Regions from separate parts of the Ovis aries genome. Here region 2 is linked to region 1. A link is a contact called in public Hi-C data. All regions are on one chromosome and are shown on one strand. Each heading gives the region's core, a stretch centred on a gene start, on an enhancer-like site or on the middle of the called end of the contact. The rest is flanking DNA. Distances are from core to core; before and after follow the strand shown.

Region 1 (2,700 bases), core at 39-2,538:
GCCGCTCAGCAGCTGCACCTGCGCTGTTTTATTTAGTCCTTAGGGATTTACAAGCAAGATTCTGTCCTAAGCTCTTTTCAGGTTTCCAGCAATAGCTCTGTTCCGAAACCCGAAATGTACATCACCTCCCTGCCCTTTCTGACATCGACCCTGAGAACAGCCTGAAGCATGAGGGCTCCGCTTGAGTTCACGAGGAAGCTACGCTGTGAAAATGCTCTTGCACTCATACATCGATAAAAACAATTATGTGTCGTAGAACGAGGCAGCCACTTTGGGAAACAGTCTGGCAGTTCTCCAAAACGTTAAAGGTTTACCTCAACTGCCCAGCAACGCACTGGGTCCTGAGGTCTCCGTGAAAACTCCTCTGGCGGGGTTCAGGGCAGCGATATTCATAGCCACCTCCAAAATGGAGACAACTCAGCCCCTGAGTGGAGGGAGATTGTGTTGCAGCCACAGCGTGGAGGATGAAAAGGAGCAAAGTGCTGGCACCTGGTGACCCCTGAACCCTGATGCAGAGGAAGGGGACCGGCCTGCAGGAGAGCACGCGCTGGGTGGTTCCATTGACAGGCAATGTCCAGAGTAGGCACAGCCTTAGAGGAAGACAGTAGAGAGCAGTTGTCAGGGACTCGAGAGGTTTAAGGGAGTGACGGCTCCGTGTCCTGGTTTCTTCTTTCTGGGGTGATGACCATGTTGTGGAGTGAGATGGTGGTCACACCACTCCGGACACTAAAAGCCCCCGAGTTGTACGCTGGAAACAGGCGCACTGTGCGGCGTGCGGCCTGCGTAGCGCGGTGAGCTGGTAAGGAAGCCCTGCCCTGACACCTTCACCCCGCAGCACCTCCGGGCAGGGGCGGGGATGCCGGCCAGGCACGTGCCCCGCGCCGCCGCCGGGAGCCCACTGGCCTGTGCCAGGCAGAGCGCGTCGGCCCTCCAAGGCCCTTGCACGTCCGCCGAAACCAGCTCAGACTGGCACGGGACTGTGAATCAGCTGAGATTCCAGCCACACCGATGGCTTTTATGAGCAGAAAGTGTTTTGGTCTGTGCCCGGAGAGCTTCATAGAATAAATATAATTCCCAGTAACATTTTGAATAAAAGCAACGGTCAGCAGGTCGAGCTGGAGTAGCGATCTCGCGAGTGTGGAGGCCTGTGTGCCTGGGGGAGGCGGCGGCTCTGGATCGGGGCCAGGGTTAGGGTAGAAGGGGTTCCCGGAGCGGAACGGGGCCTGGCCCGGGGTGGGGGCGGGGCTTGGAGAGGGGCTGGGGCAGGCCGCACGGGGTCTCCGGTGAGCGCACGGGGTGGAGCATCGTTGCGGGAAGGCGGTAGCTTTGAGACGGGCTCCCGCCCTCTTGGCATCTAAGTGTCACAGGGAGGGGTTTCTGTTGACATCCGCTTGTCTCCGCGCCGCGGAGTCGACTGCACGCTGGAAACCTCAGGGGCCCTTGAGGTTTTGCTGCCCGGATCTCCCTGCTCCCGCCCCGGCGCAGGAGCAGGGCGGGGCCGGCGTGTTTACAAACAGCTGCCCCCTCTTTCCCAGCCCCTCCCTGCGCCCCAGGTCCCCGCAGATCGCCGGGGAGGTAGGCTGCGGCCCGGGCCGCGGGGGTCCCCGTAGGGCGCGCGCCCCGCCGTCTTGCGTCTGTGCCCGCAGCCGGGTCGATCGGCTAGCTGGGGCTCGGAGAGCTCGGTCTGGGCCGGCCCTCTCCGGAGTGGGTTTGGGGCGGGTCCTTTCCAGGACTAGGGGCGGCTGGACCCGTCAAGGCGCCCCGCCGCCCCGCCCCCTTCCCTGCTGGCTGAGCGGGGGCGGGGGCGGGGGCGGGTGTGTGCGGTTTTTTTCCTGCCGTGAAGTACTCCACCCAGAAAATGAATGAACTCTCTTTGAAACAAGTTCTGCTATCTTAAGCAGCGTTTTGTTGACTTTTTTTTCTTTCCCTTTTGCACTGAACTGGTGTCTTTGAGAAAGAACCGACTGGTTAATCATTTTCTGAGTGTTACAAAAAGAGACTAATCCTTAGAGCTGCAGTTTACAGAAAACTGCTGGAATTCAACCCGAGAAAGGGGGCAGCACAGACAGCAGTCGACTGGTGGCTCAGACAGTAAAGAATCCACCTACAGTAGGGGAGCCCTGGGTTCAACCCCTGGGTCGGGAAGATCCCCTGGGGGAGAAGATGGCAACCCACTCCAGTATTCTTGCCTGGGGAATCCCAAGGACAGAGGAGCTTGGTGGGCTGCAGTCCATGGGGTCGCAAAGAGTCAGACAGGACTGAACGTCTAAACAAAGACTTTAGAAGCTATTTCTTGAGAAAGGCCTTTCTTGATTTTTCTAATATAGAGATCACAAAACCAAAAGTAACCTGCTTTGTGGAATTCGTCCAAGGTTAGTGGAACCCTGTATGAAATAAACATTAAGCCACTGGCCTCGGTTCCTAAACCACTTGTCACCCTGACCTAGCAGTCCATTCTGGCTTCACTGTGGTGGGAGAGTCAGTCCTTACTCTGCAAAGTTGTGTGTCTTCTGAGTTCAGATGGGGCATGAGGACGGCTGTTGTGTTTCTGGCAGACTTTGGATCCTACCTGAGAGTGATTTACTCTGCTTTTCCTCGGTTCTCCCGATGACCCGGAGAGGAGGCTGCCTATGCACCTGTGGCCCTCACCGCACCCCACACACACAAACCTGCACCCACAAGGTCCCTTTTCTCATCTGC
Region 2 (2,700 bases), core at 16-2,515, 35 kb before region 1:
CTCTTCCCTTTCCCAGCTACCTGTCAGTCCCTAGAAAGCACCCCTTTGCTTAGATCACGCTGTTCCTTGGGTGGAATGCCGTCCCCAGCTCTCACCCCACCCCCCAGCAGCCTTGGATTTCAGCATATCATGGCTCAGGGAAGGGTCCCGGATCCCAGGACCTTGGTCCTGATTCCACGGACAAGTACCATCTCTTGTTGCAGCTTCTTGTAAAAACGTCTTTCTTGCCCCTAACCGCAAGCACTAATTCTATTTGTTCCTGTGTTTTCAATCACATGACAGTTGGGTTAAAACCTCCTGCAGCCCCAGACTGGACAGTGGGTAAGCGGACAGGCATCCCATCCTGGGGAGGAGGGAGGGGAGGGGGCTGGCCCGATCTTCCTACACATGTCACCTTGCAACAAGGCCTGACAGCTGTAATTTTGTATTTGCTAGAATGTTACTTGACTTCTGTCTGCATCTGCCACTACAGTGTAAGCTCTACCAGGAAGGGTCTGTTTTCTCCCCCGCCTCAGTAATTATTAAATGATGACAGTGCGCAAACACTGCCGCCCTTTTTTAGAGGGCCCTGGCTGATTCAGGAAAGGGCATGAAGGACTTCTGAAGGATGCCTGAAGCAGCCAGACCTGCCTTTTCACAGAAGACCCCGCTGCAGGCATCTGTCTCCCTGCCCCACCCCACCGGCTCCCCATTAGACTGTAACGGATGTAAGGACCTAGACGCCTGGCCTGCGTCCTCGGTCACTCCTGTAGCTACTTGTTGAGTGAACGGATGACTCCAAATTGGAACACAGAGCATCAGGGGTCGCCAGCACCTTGAAGCAAACTCCAGTTTCAGCGCGAGACCCCTCACTCTTGGTGCTTAAGTAGGATCGCACTTTGGGGTGTCAGTTGGAGCCTCTAGAGCCCAGGAGGCCGCTGACGTCAGTGGTCCCTTTCTGCAGCGAGTGACCCAGGATCGAAACTTTCCAGTGCGGCTTCTTCGGGGTGTGTGTGGTTGGGGGGGGGGGTTCCCCTCCCGCGTCCCGGGGCGGGAGGAGGCGGCTCCCCACGGCCGGGCGCGGCGGCGGCGGCGGCGGCCAGGGCGCCACCCCGGGGCGGGCGCGGCGGGCTGGGCGCTGCGCGCAGACACGTCCCCCTGGCGGCCCCGCGCGCGCCGCGCCCGCCGGCTCCGCTCCGAGCGCTCCGGGCCGGGATCCCGCGGCCGCCGCGCCCGGAGCCCCGCCCCGCGCGCCGCGCCGCCGCCGGAGGCCGCCCGGAGCTGCGCGAACATGGCCGAGGTCGGCGAGGACGGCGGGGCCCGCGCCCTGCTGGCGCTGCGCTCGGCGCCCTGCAGCCCGGTGCTGTGCGCCGCCGCCTTCCCGCCCGCCGCGCCCGCCGCCGCCCCGTCGCCGCCGGCGCCGCCCGCCCAGCCCCCGCCGCCCCCGCCGCCGCCGCCGGGCGCGATCGCGGGGGGCGCGGCGGGCGCGGCGGGCGAGGCCCTGGTGGCCGCGGCCGCCGCCTCGGTGCGCCGGAGCCCCGGGCCCGCGCTGGCGCGCCTGGAGGGCCGCGAGTTCGAGTTCCTCATGCGGCAGCCCAGCGTCACCATCGGCCGCAACTCGTCGCAGGGCTCGGTGGACCTGAGCATGGGCCTGTCCAGCTTCATCTCGCGGCGCCACCTGCAGCTCAGCTTCCAGGAGCCGCACTTCTACCTGCGCTGCCTCGGCAAGAACGGCGTCTTCGTGGACGGGGCCTTTCAGCGGCGCGGCGCGCCAGCCCTGCAGCTGCCCAAGCAGTGAGTGCCGCGGCCCCCACCCTGGGGACGGCCCTCCGACCCCTGACGGTCGCCCTTGCCCCTGGGCTTGGGGTCCCCGCCTCCCGCGCCCCATCCCCGCCCGGCGTTGGACAGGAGTCACCTTCTGACCCCTGCCTGCCTTGGGCCGGGGGCGGCCCCCACCCTCCATCCCGGGCCGGGCTTCAGGGTCGCCCTTGCCCTTCCTCCCAGCAGAGCGTGGTGTTGCCCCGTCTCCTCCCGATCTGGACACGGGGTCACTCTTGATCCCTGCCCTGCCGGCGCCCAGGGCGTTGAGGGTCGCCCTTGCCCTCCCCCACGACCTGGACACCAGGGACCCACTATCCCCGCCCCTTGTCTGGACCGCGGTTGCCCTCAAACGGACTGGCTGGAAGGGTTGCGCCAGGCGGTCTGCGGGGTCCCCGGGGTAGGGGGGGGAACCCCGGAAGGTCAGGCCCCTTCAGTAGGGGCCGGGTCTGAACTTGGGCCCGGAGGGGACAACAGGAGATTGGGCTAGGGTGGGGACCGGAAGTATTCTCTCCTTGGTGTATCTGAGGATGCAGGTCAGGGGTCCCCATGACTCGAGGCATCCAGGGCACAGTTGGGGTTCCTGGGCAGGAGGGTACATCCCAGCGAGGAGGCAGGGCAAGGAGAAGGGGACCCGCCACGCTTGGGGGACAGGCGGCCAATGCCCCGTGGGACTTCAGCAACACCCTCGTGTTCCCTGGCCCTTCCGGTTCCCAGCCTGCCTGGCCGCCCTACCCGGGAGGTGCTTGGTTTCTCCCATCTGCGGGTCAGGAGAAACCCCGTGTAGGTAGCCATGCCGCGTGGGGCACTTTCTTTTTCTCTGTAGCAGTTGCTCCTCGCTCCTCACCACTGTTCTGTTCCTGCAGCGTGCCTGTGTTCCAGAGTTGTCTCTAATTACTCTCG

Evidence for each region. Hi-C and Micro-C count contacts between places; a contact is called where the count stands out from the background.
Region 2: a Hi-C map of muscle shows a contact between it and region 1, with 1.6 times the contacts expected there. The contact joins the promoter of FOXK1 here to the enhancer-like site in region 1. A contact is called at or near these places in 5 of 16 Hi-C or Micro-C datasets (hypothalamus, muscle, omental adipose tissue and 2 more).

Annotation. Positions count from the first base shown.
Region 1 is chr24:39,642,254-39,644,953 of ARS-UI_Ramb_v3.0, reverse strand. The region is part of intron 2 of FOXK1 (forkhead box K1); the gene reads left to right. Among named protein-coding and RNA genes, the nearest start is that of AP5Z1, 21 kb to the right of the region's middle. Within about 2 kb of position 1,288, at least 30 of the 54 cell types and tissues checked have an H3K27ac peak or open chromatin away from gene starts, as enhancers often do. A contact at or near this core is called in hypothalamus and tail adipose tissue, where this site is marked.
Region 2 is chr24:39,677,323-39,680,022 of ARS-UI_Ramb_v3.0, reverse strand. FOXK1 (forkhead box K1) reads left to right here and starts at 1,265. Exons shown (of 9, transcript XM_060405741.1): 1 at 1,265-1,773. The coding sequence starts at 1,271.